Linked DNA regions of Mus musculus: region 2 is linked to region 1. A link is a contact called in public HiChIP or PLAC-seq data. All regions are on one chromosome and are shown on one strand. The core of a region is the stretch at or near the end of the contact, and the rest is flanking DNA. Distances in the headings are between cores, read along the strand shown.

Evidence for each region. HiChIP or PLAC-seq counts read pairs in DNA pulled down with a chosen protein or histone mark.
Region 2: an H3K27ac HiChIP or PLAC-seq map of embryonic stem cells shows a contact between it and region 1, with 6 read pairs. The contact joins two enhancer-like sites. A contact is called at or near these places in 1 of 484 Hi-C or Micro-C datasets (nephron progenitors), 2 of 115 datasets of contacts at active chromatin or transcription factors (both in embryonic stem cells) and 2 of 9 other capture datasets (adipose tissue and pancreatic islet).

What each region holds. Positions count from the first base shown.
Region 1 is chr17:31,304,548-31,311,163 of GRCm38.p6, reverse strand. Slc37a1 (solute carrier family 37 (glycerol-3-phosphate transporter), member 1) reads right to left here. Exons shown (of 20, transcript NM_001242427.1): 3 at 3,803-3,884. Among named protein-coding and RNA genes, the nearest start is that of Slc37a1, 12 kb to the right of the region's middle. Within about 2 kb of position 3,198, at least 31 of the 459 cell types and tissues checked have an H3K27ac peak or open chromatin away from gene starts, as enhancers often do. A contact at or near this core is called in embryonic stem cells, where this site is marked.
Region 2 is chr17:31,579,981-31,586,596 of GRCm38.p6, reverse strand. Pknox1 (Pbx/knotted 1 homeobox) reads right to left here. Exons shown (of 11, transcript NM_016670.3): 2 at 2,794-2,901. The coding sequence starts at 2,844. Among named protein-coding and RNA genes, the nearest start is that of Pknox1, 19 kb to the right of the region's middle. Within about 2 kb of position 3,121, at least 25 of the 459 cell types and tissues checked have an H3K27ac peak or open chromatin away from gene starts, as enhancers often do. A contact at or near this core is called in embryonic stem cells, where this site is marked.

The sequences.
Region 1 (6,616 bases), core at 1,949-4,448:
AACTGTTCAAATTGAATCCAGTGGTGCTTAATCTACTGACAGGTCAGCGCCTTCGAGATCTACTAGGATTCTCTCACCTCCTGGGCATCACTAAGCCATCAAGCGACAAGGTTACCCATCCCAGGCAGCAATCTCGGAATTAAAAACAGTTGTACCCTCCTCTGTTTTAAGCATTTTGCCTGCTCTCGCGCAACAGCCTAATACTTTGATTATGGTACTTAAAGATGCACTACTTTTTTTTTTTTATATATATTTTTACTTTGTTTTATTTAAAAGTTATCTTTACCGGGGCGGTGGTGACCCACGCCTTTAATCCCAGCACTTGGGAGGCAGAAGCAGGTGGATTTCAGAGTTCGAGGTCAGCCTGGTCTACAGAGTGAGTTCCAGGATAGCCTGGGCTATAGAGAGAAACCCTGTCTCGAAAAAAAAATCTTTCTTTTGGTTGTTGTTGAAATAGGCTCTCTCTATGTAGCCCTGGTGGCCCTGGTACTCCCTATGTAGGTAGACCAGGCTGGCCTCGAACTCTCAGAGATTTTCCAGGCCTCCAGAGTGCTGGTATTACTGGAGCACTTTATCATGCCTGCCTTTTGGTGATTAATTCCTAAGGAGTATCTTTTCATATAAACTTTAGGATTCTTTTATTTGATTAAAAACTTGGCTGGGTGTGACGGTACAGGCATGCCTTTGATCCCAGCACCCAGGAGGCAGAGGCAGGCAGATCTCTGAGTCTGAAGTCAGCGTGCTGTACTTGGTGAGTGCCTGGCCAGCTAGGGCCACGCAGAGAGATCTTGTCTAATGCGGAAATCTCTGCTGAGGTTTTCCCATGACCACAGGAAGCACTGGAACTTTTCAGAAAACAGCTTTCCTTGACAGCGCTGGCCTTTTTAATTTTTGTTTTCTGTTTGCCCTGGCGTGGGTTTTGTTGTTGTTGTTTTGTTTTTGTTTTGTTTTGTTTTTCCATTTTCAATTTTGTGTGCAAAGAGGGCTGTCAACAATTATCCTCAAGCCAGCCTCCTCCAATCCCTCTCCCTCTCTCTCTCTCCCACCCTTCCTCGCTCTTCAGGGACCATGCAGTAACCTTTCTGAGAAACCATCTATTTACAGATTCTGCTCTGGCCCAGCCTGGAGGAAGGTCCCCCCAAATTCCCCTCCATTGGGATATAGACCCCATCTGCCTACCAGCCAGGGAAAACATCTGCCTCAAATAAAGATGTCTGGCTGCAGGCAGAGATCATGAGAGGGAACAACATTGTCCTCTCAGCCCCAGGTTCATCAGAACGTTTTTAAAGGCACTATTTTTTTTTTAAATCAGAGAAAGATAAAAGCAATCAGCAACGGTTGAGGCAAGTGTCACCCTGACTGACCTGATGTCATCAGTTGACAAATGAGTCATGGCCATTGGGCGAATCATGGCCCGTTCTCAGTCAGGGTCTAGTAAGCAAATGTATTCCAGTTTTGTTTATAATCTTCTGGGAAATACAGACTGCAGATGGTGACTCATGGGGTCCCTGATAGAATCATCCTCGTTCCTGGATCATTTGTGTCATTTATAGCGGGAGCTGCAGTAGCGGAGGCTGCATACTTCCCAGGGCTCTGTGATGTCTAAATCATAGGTGGAGACAGCCTTGTCTGTATCAGGAGGCAAAGCAGCCTTTGGGATTCAGCATAAAGCTATTGTATACCCGGGTTCACTAGAGAGCCTGACCATATGCAAGCAATTAGTTGCCCTGGAGACTCCTGGGCAGCCCTGTTAAGAGCAGAGCCCAGGGACTAGACTGATGGCTCAGCAGTCCTGAGCACTGGCTGCTCTTCATAGGACCCTGGCTCAGTTCCCAGCATCCTTTTGGGCAGCTCACAATTGTTCATCATTCTAGATTCAGGCTCTCTGGCACCCTCTTCTGACCCTGAAGGCAGGCATGCATATAATGCACATGCATACATGTAGGCAAAACACTCATACCCATAAAAAACCCTAAATCTTTAAAAAAAATAATAATAATAGAGGGCTGGAGAGATGGCTCAGCGGTTAAGAGCACTGTCTGCTCTTCCAGAGGTCCTGAGTTCAATTCCCAGCAACCACATGGTGGCTCACAACCATCTGTAATGGGATCTAATGCCCTTTTCTGGTGTGTCTGAAGATATAGCCACATACACATACATACTCATATACATAACTTAAATAAGAAACAAGAGCCTGGAGCCAGGGGACCAATGTAGAAGACATTAAGGTGAGCTCCCTTCCTCCTGACAACAAACACAAGTCCTTTCAACCATGGGCTCTGAGACTTTGATTCAAACTAAGGCGCCTCTTCAAAAAACCTAGAGGTCCCAAGGGTCACTTCTGCATACCTAAGGCAAGGAGAGTGTGACCTTGACCTGTGTTCATCAGAGTCCAAGGGCAAGGTCCTGCCCTGGAGACCCTCCAGTGGCCATGCCCACCTCACTCACCATTCCTGTCCCACAGGCAATGACTCCGTGGTGACACTCTGCCCTCTACCTGGTACTGGACGTGGTCCCTCGCCCACCCATGTAGGCCTAGCATCAATCCCGGAAGCCCCGGCAAGGCTCCCTGACTATGCTTGATCCCATGCCTTCAGTGATCCCAGAGGCCCCTTGTAGGTGTGGCCTGATGTTTGCTTTCTGTGATATGCCTCTGCCAGGAGCTAAGTGTGAATTCTCTAAGCAGGAAGGAATCACAGAGACAACATTCCAATTTCCAGGGCTGGTCACTGGTGCTGATGTCAGAGCCCTTGTCACATGTCATACACGGGGGCTTTTAATGCCACCCACTACTGTCCTCTGAAAGGCCTTCTTACTTGAAGGTCTCCAAGTGCTTCCCTGGAAAGTACTGGCTACCCCTTACTAGCACCGCCCTAGACAATGAAAAACTCTGGAGAAGGCACCCAGAACCCCAGAGGCAGTCATCCTTTATACTGTCTCCAGTGCCAGAAGCCTTTCGGGGGCAGCTAGCCCAGCTCAACTGGTAAGGTCATAACTCCAGAGTCCTGGGCCAGGTCCCTGCCGACTGTTGGAAGGCAAGCAGGGGACAGAGCTGTAAAGAGGTTGATCTTGGCACCAGACAGCATCCTTGGTTCTTCTACAATAGTCAGAAGCCATTCACTCCTGTAGTCAACCCACAAATCACACCCACTTCCGTCCCTGTTCTGATGTAAATACAAAGACTTGATGGCTATTGGGACACCTGTTCCCTAACTGTCACCTGCTCTCAAGGGTACACCCAGTGTCTGCACTACAGAGGCTGCTCCAGAGCAGGGAGAGAGGTCAAACCGCATCTAGAGTAGGAGCCACTTGGAGAAGCATTTAAGACTGGATCCACCAGGAAAGGAAACCCAGACAACATAAGTATTTAATTAAGTTTGGGAATTCTGGAACTGTAGTCTGATGGAGTCCTGCCTCTGAGGGAATAAAGCATGGAACATTGTAAAGATTTGAGTTCCTTCAGAAGGGTAGCAAGAACAAAATGTAGCAAAAAGGGCTGGTGAGATGGCTCAGTGGGTAAGAGCACCCGACTGCTCTTCCGAAGGTCCAGAGTTCAAATCCCAGCAACCACATGGTGGCTCACAACCATCTGTAACGAGATCTGATGCCCTCTTCTGGTCTGTCTGAAGACAGCTACAGTGTACTTACATATAATAATAAATAAATCTTTAAAAAAAAAAAAAAAAAAAAAAATGTAGCAAAAAGGCCCCACAACCAAGATGCTAGCTTGTCTCTAGCAACCCCACCCACTTCCTTCTGCTCCCCCACCTCCCACAAAGCCCTGTGTTGGAAGATCTCTTACCTTCACTATGCTGATAGGCTTTCGGGATAAGTGGAAGCTTGCATAGAGCAGAAAGGTCAGCATAAAAATGAAAGCCCGGTACCTGGAACACAGGAGAAGTGTCATACTGTGCCACCTTCCAGTTAGTCACACACCGGCCCCGTTTTCAATCTCACAAGGAAAGGCAGCCTTGAGCCCTGAGCCCCCAGCTCCAGTCCAGGTGCTAACAGCCAACATTGTTGCTGTCTTCAGACATACCAGAAGAGGGCATCAGATCCCATTACAGATGGTTGTGAGCCACCATGAGCCACCTGGGAATTGAACTCAGGACCTCTGGAAGAGCAGTAAGTGCTCTTAACCACTGAGCCATCTCTCCAGCCCACAGCCAATTATCTTAACAGCTGCTTATCTCAACTCTAACTCTTCCCTGTAGAAGGGACCTCAAAAGCCAGTGAGGCTCTGTTCTCTGAAACCCGGACTTAGGGGAGAGCAGTCGTCTGGCCAGTCCCTTGCGTACTTCTAAATACAGCTTGCTTTAATCAGACATTCATGGTTATGTTTTTTGTTTTGTTTTTGTTTTTTGTTTTTGTTTTTGTTTTTTGTTCTTTCTCTCAGAAGCCCTGCAGGATCTGGGAAAAGCGAACAGAACATCGTTTGCTCCCCAACCCCCACAACAAACAGCTCTCTAGTGGACTCTGCCTGGGAAGTCTACAATTCAAGCCAGGTTTGACACCCATCTACATGGCAATAGTGTCAGACTCCAGGATTGAAGAACCCATCCTCCCACACAGTCCCCACTAATACACTGACATCTAATAAATTGGGGTTCCTTCAGGCCCCGATGCTTGTTCAGTTCATTTGTGTGAGTGGCTCTCCACACCTGGAGAAACCCTCTTTTGCATTTGCTGTAAAGCCCTCAGAGCCCAGCCAGGTAGGCAAGAGTTGTCTCCCCTGACTAGGAGACTTCTGAAACCATAAACTGTAAGAAGTGACCATCTCTGCAGGATGCTCAGGGCTTGAGAAGAGTTGTCTAAAGCCTGGGCCAGCCAGTGTGGGGAGATCTGCGAGGAGAGTTGGCTCTGTGAGGGAAAGTACCTGACAGCCTCAGCTTGAGCCCCAGAACCCACAGAGTCAAAGGTGGGACTCCATCCCTGAGAGTCACACTCGACCTTTGCAACTCACCAGTGCAGGTGCGCATTCACACCCATACACACATAAACAAAACGAATAAACAGATGTCTTAAAAAAAAAAAAAAAAAAAGACTAGAGGCCAAAAACAAAACAAAGCACAAAACAACAAAACCAAAACCAACCACATTTCCAGACTTAGTTAAAGAAGTGAAGAAGGCAGGGTGGTGATCCTGTGGAGTGGGGCAGGGTGGGGGAGGGAGGAGCCAAACCACATTAAGAAACTTGCTTCTGAATAAAGAGCTCTCTTCTCTCTGGAGAAGCCTGGGGGGGACGTTCCTCTAGGACACTCCGTCCAAGTCCACGAGGTGACCCGAAGAAAAGCAAGCACTTAGTCTCCCGCACTTAGGAGACAGAGCTGGGCACATGCTGTCTCTCACTGTCTCTGCTTGTATGTGTGTGTGTGTGTGTGTGTGTGTGTGTATGTGTGTGTGTGTGTGTGTGTGTGTAATGCCTCTGAATGCCTCCCTAGAGCAGAACACAAGGTACTTTCCAATCTTTGGCTGAAGCTGCTCTGCTGCCCATCCCCCGAGCCTGAGGCTGGGTGTGATGCCATCCACTGACCTCCAGCAACCTTATTTCCGTTTCCAGCTCACAGCCGGACTCTAGCTCCTCTCCGGATACTCAGCCTGGGCAAGGCTATCCCTCCAGAGTCTCTCAGTTAGACCCAGGAGCCTGGGATATCTTCCAATGGCCCCTGCCCAGTCCTGCTTGGCTAAGGTTTTACCTGGTAGGGGGATGACTCATGGCTTTAGGCTGTGTCTGTCCGGTCTACTCCACTGCTAGAATTGAAACCTCCCCTATAGTGAGTGATAAGGGCAGAGGAGCCCAGCCCAGCCAAACTGCATTCCTCAGTCTCAGTAGGTTTCAGTCAAGGAGACTTGAAGATAAGTTGAGAGTAGCTTTGAGCCCTAGTTTCTACCAGGCCCTTCTGCAGGTGGCTCTGGGAAGGTGGTTGGGACACGCAGGCAAAGCGGCTCCTCAGGACAAACCCTCATTCATGCTGGGGAAGCCATGAATGTACCCCTTCAGGAAGAGAGAGCCTCACTCAGTCAGGGCTCCTCCTGTGGGCTGGAGTCAAAGGTCAATGCAGGGAATGCAGGCAGCATTTCCCCGAGGCAGAAAAGGAAGCCTTATCTTCAAGCCTACTTCCTCCATTTCCAAAGTCACCCTTCTTCCCCTTTCCTCAGCTTCTTAGGGGACCTGGGGTGAGGGAGAGGCAATGGCTGCCGACGTCCTTCACCTTTCAGGAAGGTCTGCTGGTAAGAGCTGCTCTCAGCTAGCGGCCATCCCGCCCAGCCTGGCCTCAGGGAGAAGAGCCTCCTGTGCTGTCATGGAGTTAGGATTCTGCTAAGGTCCCTCGGAATTCTCCTGGAATTCCCTTGTTCCACCTTAGTAGCTTTACCACCATCCTCGTCACCATTCCTAAAGCAGGAGGTGGAAGTTGTCCCTTCTGCTGGACCATTCCCCCACGGACAGGAACAGGGTTCCTAACATCCCTTATTCAGAAATAAGGTCCTGAAGATGTAATGAGTTAGCCTGAGGTCTTGTCAGGTTAGGATGGCCCTAAACACAAGGACTGGTGTCCTCTTCTGAAAAGAAGATGCTAGGCTCGGTGGCACATGCCTTTAATCCCAGAATTCAAGG
Region 2 (6,616 bases), core at 1,872-4,371, 280 kb before region 1:
CACAGAAGACAGGTGGAAGACTAGTCTGAACAAAGACCTAAAGGACAAGGCGGGAGGGTGGGCAGCTGGAGCAGCCAGAGGCAGAGCCTCTAGGCAGAGATTCCTGATAGTCTGGAGATGAAAGGTGGCCTAATGGTCTAGCATGCGTGCTAGGGCAGTTTGGATCTTGCCTGACAAGCATTTCAGGCCTCAGGGAAGAGATATATTATTAGATTTGCATTATTTAAAAAAAAAAAAAAAAAAAAAACAGCCTCCCCGTGCTGGGTGTGGTAGCACATACCAGTAATTCAGCTCTGGAGGTCAGGAGGCAGGAGGGCAGGAGTTAAAAGTCATCCTCCGAGACCAGGAAGGTTAGAGGCCAGCCTGAGGCTCCGGTCTGCAAACAACAAAACAGCAAAAGAAGAGGGAAGTGTTTTGGGGGGGGGGGGGTGTGAAGGAAGGAAGGGAAGGGGAGGTGAAGGAAAAGAAAAAGGCCTAAGGCAGACTCAAAATAGTAAAAAACACTAAACAAAACCTACTATCTGCAAGCAGACAGAAGTGGTGCAAAACTGGTCATCAAGGAAAGGGGGGCAGAGCTTGCCTCCGCTCCCACACACCCTTGACAGACTCCCCTGGTCTCCCTCAAATCCTCAGGCTGGGACAAGAGAGGCCAGGTGGTAGTCCTTCTCTGCCTACTCTGCCAAGTAGGCACACAACAGCCCAACTGAGACCAGCCAGGGAGCACTCAGCAGGACCCCTGGTGTAAGGAGGGGCGGGGCCAGTAAGTCAGCTGAGCTTCGGCTCCTCAATCGCCATGGGTGCACACACTGCACTGGACAACAATGAAAAACACTGGACAGCCTCAGTGAGCAGACCATCAACTAGTCTCCCTCATCAAAACACAACAGTCAGCCGGGCGTGGTGACGCACGCCTTTGATCCCAGCACTTGGGAGGCAGAGGCAGGTGGATTTCTGAGTTCGAGGCCAGCCTGGTCTACAAAGTGAGTTCCAGGACAGCCAGGGCTATACAGAGAAACCCTGTCTCAACCCCCCCCCCCAAAAAAAAAACAAAAAACAAACAAAAAAAAAAACACAACAGTCCAAGCACACACAAGGTCTGTGGTGAAGCTCCACTAAGGGCAGTGCCAGCCCTTCCTTCCTTCCTTACTAGGACAGTGCCAGCTTACCACCACTGGGGAGATAAAGCCATACGATTCCCATTTTATTTTATTTTATTTTGATTTACATATATATGAGCTGGAGTTACGGGCAGTTGTAAGCTGCCAGGGATTCTGGGAACTGAACTCAGATGCTCTGTAAGAGAATATAGAATTTTTTGTAAGAGAATATACAATTTTTTAAAAAAGATTTATTTATTTATTTCATGTATGTGGGTATACTGTTGCTGTTGCTGTCTTCAGACACACCAGAAGAGGGCATCAGAGCCCATTACAGATGACTGTAAGCTACCATGTGGTTGCTGAGAATTGAACTCAGGACCTCTGTTAAGAGCAGTCAGTGCTCTTACCCACTGAGCCATCTCTCTAGCACAAGAATATACAATCTTAATTCTGTGCCATCTCTCCAGACCCAGGATTCCCTACTTGTAATCTCTTTCTCATACTCAGAAGGCTGAGGCAGTACTGCCACAAGTTTAAGGCCAAGAGCAGGAGACCCTGTCTCACCAAACAACATATAGGGGCTAGCCAGATGGTGCAGTAGATAAAGGCACTTGCTGCCAAGACTGACAAGCTGACTTCAGAGCCTGGTACCCGACCAGTGGAAGGAGACCTGACTCTTGCCACTTGTCCCCTGACCTCTACACATGTATCCTTTGGGACATGTGCATCTGTATGCAACAAGCAAACATTAAAAACAAACCAGAGCAAGGCACACGGTGCACACCTATGCCCTAGCACTTAGGACAAGGCAGGTGGATTGGGAGTTCAAGGCCAGTCGAGGCTATGCAGAAAGACTGTCTCAACACCAAAACTTCCAGAACACCCAGATAAAGGGGGCCAGCACTTAAGTGTTTGCCAAGCGTGACACCCTAAACTCCATTACTAGCATTGCAAAGCCACAAATACCCATCTGGGTTTTCTGTCTTTTTTATTTCTCAGGGGTGAGATCAACCCAGGTCTTCACAAATGCTAGGTCAGTACCTGTTTCGGTTTGGTTTGGTTTGGTTTGGTTTGGTTTTTCGAGACAGGGTTTCTCTGTGTAGCCCTGGCTGTCCTGGAACTCACTCTGTAGACCAGGCTGGCCTTGAACTCAGAAATCTGCCTACCTCTGCCTCCCGAGTGCTGGGATTAAAGGCGTGCACCATCATGCCTGGCTGCCTGTTTTGTTTTGTATTGTTGTTGTTGATGTTGTTTTTTGTATTGTGTTGCTTATTGAAATAGGGTTTCTCTGTGTAGCTCTGGCTGATCTGGAACTCCTTCCATAGACCCCGCTGGCCTCGAACTCAAGAGATTCACCAGCCTTTGCCTCCATCTCCTGAGTGCTAGATTACAGGCATGTACCACCACCACCGGCAAGCACCCACTCAGTTTTTAATCTCTAGCACCATAAGCTTGCACATGCAATAAAATAGCCTAAAATTGGTTTGGCGGCTGGCCAGGAGGTGGTCACTTAATGAGTTAACATGAGCAACTGCTAGCTCTGAGCTCTGATAGTAATGGATGTCTAATGTATTTAAAGTAGGATCTGCAAGCTCCTGGAGGCTAAACAGCCACAGAGTGCTCAGAGTGCTGTCTGAATTCACTGTCAGGTCGCCTGGCGGTTGTCAGGATGCAGACTAAGTCAGGGCCTTACTTGCTGTCCATCTTGATAGCTGTCTATACTTAGCGTCTGTGTCGCCATCATGGTTAGTGAGAGTCCACTTCAGACATCAGATCATCTTGAGCGAGAAGCACACGGTGTCTAGGGAAATACGAGAGAAGAGCACCAGTTAGCACTTCCTTACTCAGCATGCCTTGTCTTTTAGCCCAGAGCATTATGTAATATCTAAAAACTGGATCCTTTTACGTGGAGGGGCAATCCCTGAACTCTAAGCAAACCCTCCTTGGTAACACTACGCCTGCTTAGCAGTCACTCATCTTCCTGTGCGGGGCCCAACCCGCTATTATATGGTCAGCCACACTCCTTTATCCCCTAACAAGGAGCCAATAAATTCCTCCACATAAAAGGCACTGGGTAGGGCCCTGGGACACCAAAGCACAGGAGTCAGCCTAGAGAAGCCCAGCCTTCCTTGAATATATGGCAGTGGAGGGCAGAGTGGGAGACAGTAGGAGAGACACCAGAGGCAGCACAGGATAGGAACATGAGGAGAAAGGGAAGGTATGGAGGGGTTCCCAGGATGTGTGGGCAGAGCAGGCCTCCCCAGGGAAGGGCCATCTAAGAAAGGCTTGAGAATCTGCTGAGACTAGAGGGGAAAGAAAGGAAATGGCTAGGGCAAAATGAAGATAATGTGCCCCACCGATGCAGATGGCACCCTGACAGATCTGTGTGTGGCACAAGTAAGTAAGCAATGGTCCTTTGCTTAGTGACGATAGAAACCCTCACACAGTGTTGCTGAGCTGGATCGATGGCCAGGGTCTGACGAGCATGAGAAGGGGGACAGGCTGATGCAGTGTGTCAGCACGGGGTCAGCTCCGCCTGGCCTAGAGCAGCAAGATGGAGCTTGCCTAGTCACTCCAAGGCCAAGGGAAGGTACATCGCTTGTTCTGCACTAGCAGAAGCAACCAAGGGTCACCAAAGGAAGTACAGTTATGCTCGATACTGTGCTAAACAGAAGCACATACAGCCCGAGCGGGCAAGCCAAGGGCAGGAATGAGCAGCATACCTCAGCTCAAAGAAGCCCTCCAGCAATGTAGTGGTGGCAAGAGCTAGGCCACCTCTTGAGCACATGGTAGCCCCTGGGAGTTCTTACATGATGCCCACTTTATATCTGAGCAGTCAGAATAACGGGGCCAAGGGCACACAGCTGACCAAACGTGAGCTAGACACATCTCAGCAGCCTCGCTCTGAGGCTGTCCCCAGGTACCAGAGCTTTTCACAGGCCCAGGAGCTAGCACAAGGGGAAGGGACTAATATGGAAATTCACTGGATGCTGAGGACAGATGGCACAGACACAAATCACTGACAAACCCTGGCAAGTCAATGTCAGGAGTGATGAGGTACGGGATCCAGGTTGGGACAGAGGATGGTGATGGAGCAGTAGGCACCTTAGAGGAGAGGTCTGACTAGTGAAGTGGTAGCAGGTCACCTACCACCCTGTGCAGAAAGAAGCCAGGAGGCAAAATGGCTGAAAAGGGTGGAGAAGACGGTAGGGATGTGTCTGATCAGGTGAGCTTGTGGCTACAGCGAGGACAGCAAGTCCATGGGTAGACACCAACAGCAGGAGTGAGCAGCGGGTGACTCATGCTCTGACCACACAGACAGACCAGACTGAATGGCTGAGGGGTACAGGAACCAAGATGGGGCGCTGTAGGCACAAGAGTCAGAGAAGGAGAGCCAGGAACCTGCAGGTGTACTAAGGGAGCAGGGGTGGGTCCAAGCTTCCCACCTGAGCACCTGGAAGAACAGAGCCGTGCACGGGTCCCGAGACGAGCAAACATCTAAGAACAGCTCCATGGCTTGGAAGGGAAACAAGGCAGGACATCTCAGGCTGCAGACGAGTCTCAAGATACCTTTCCGGAAACTGAGCAGAGGAGCCGGGACTGGAATCACTTGGTCACCATCAGGGCACAGAGGGTACACATGGAGATGAGCTGAGTCCTCCACAAGACACGTCCCACTCTAACACCCAGCACCTAAGCATGGACCAGATTTAGAAACAGGGTCTTACAGATGGAAGGACACTAAGGGTCTTGAGATGAAACACCTCTGGACTTAGGATGGAGTAACTGGTTGTCTAGATGAGAGGAGATTTGAGACACACGATGGCAAGATAGCGGTACACACTGGAGTAATAAATACAACTTTAAGCCCAGGAAGCCTGAGCACTGTTTGGGTCACCAGAAGCTGGAAGAGGAAAAGGACAGGCCCCCAGAGCCGGCAGAGGGAGTGTAGCCCTGTCTGCACCTTGACCACAGATTTCTAGAACCATGAGAGAATCCACTTTAGAGGTGGGGTGGGTAGTAGGGATTAAGTCCAGAGCCTCACTCAGGCTAGGTGAGCATTGTACTGCGTAGTAGACCCAGTTTGTGGTCATTTGGCACAGCGGGCCTAGTAAGGCAATGCACATATACACACAATATGAAGCCAAGAGACTGAAGAGACCAAAAGGAAGGCAGAAGACAGTATGCGAGGGAGGGGATGGCCTGGAGGTCAGAGGATAAGAGGGCACAGTCTGACAAGAGAAGCAGAATAGAACTGCTTACAATAAAAGAGAGGGGCCCAAGGTGGGGGAGTGCCAACCATGTTAAGAAGTCCCTCAGAATCAGAAAGGGGAGGACTGAGTCAGCAGCTGGTGAGCAGAAGGAAAGGGGGGTGGGGAGCAGAAAAAGACCCATGGCCCCTACCATAGCACCATGTTCCGAGGAGCTGTCTGTACTAGGAGGGGGAAGAAACACTTTAAAGAAGCAGCGTTACAGACAGCCACTCACAAGACGGGTGAGTGCACTGAAGCACCCAGGGTAAATACGCTTGTCTTGTCTTTTCCTTTGGTGACAAGGTCTCTCTATGTAAACCAGGCTGGCTTCAAACTCACAGAGATTCACCTGTCTTTGCCTCCCAAGGACTTAAAGTGATTAAAGTCATGTGCCGTTTTATGCTTGGTCTCCAACTTAAATCTCTAAAACGCTGTTACGTCTGTTAAAATCTGTGTGTTCCACCTCACCCAGGACCCCGTTCTTCAAACAGAGACCCACACGCCTACAGCTTGCTCCAGAGCTTCTCTTACTGCCCTTGGCTGTGGCTACAGTCTGGCTTCTCTTCAGTTTTGCCTCCGCCTGAACTTCCACCCTCAGATCCAGCATAGCACAGTTCCCTCTGATTTCCATCTCTGAAGCTGCCACCTGCCTGCCAGAGCCTAAATCTGGCCTTGCTCCAAACCATTCTCCAGGCTTTCTAAAATGCAAATCTGGTCATGTGACTATCGCCTCTACCCAAGCCCATCCCCAGACATCAGCCCACCCCCATCTTCCTTCCCTGTCTCCAAGAGTACACACCCTCAAACTCATCCCCTTGTCTCCATTCTCTCCCTGCACAGGTCCTACCCCTCCCTAGATGCTCTGCCCACCCTCTCTTCCATTCTGTGTGAATGGCTAGCTATGAGCTGCATCATTCACACCACTGGAACTCACAGAGATCTGCCAGCCTCTGACTCCTGGGTGCTGGGATTAAAGGTGTGTGCCACCATACCCAACCTCTTATAAAAATATTTTAAACAACCTGCTTTCCAAAAACAGTCAAAGAGCCTTGGCACTCTCTTGAGTAGATAACCCCCTTTTGGCCATGCTGGATGGAGAGGGACTCTGCTGTGAATGGCGCTGTATCTTCCAGGGTAGCCAGACCTCGAATCCAACACTATATTGACAGTTCTTCATTAAAATCAGCAGTCTAGGAGTGACTATGTCACACAAATGGCTGGTCCTGTCCTACTTCCCGACAGCTCTTGCTGGACACTTTCCAT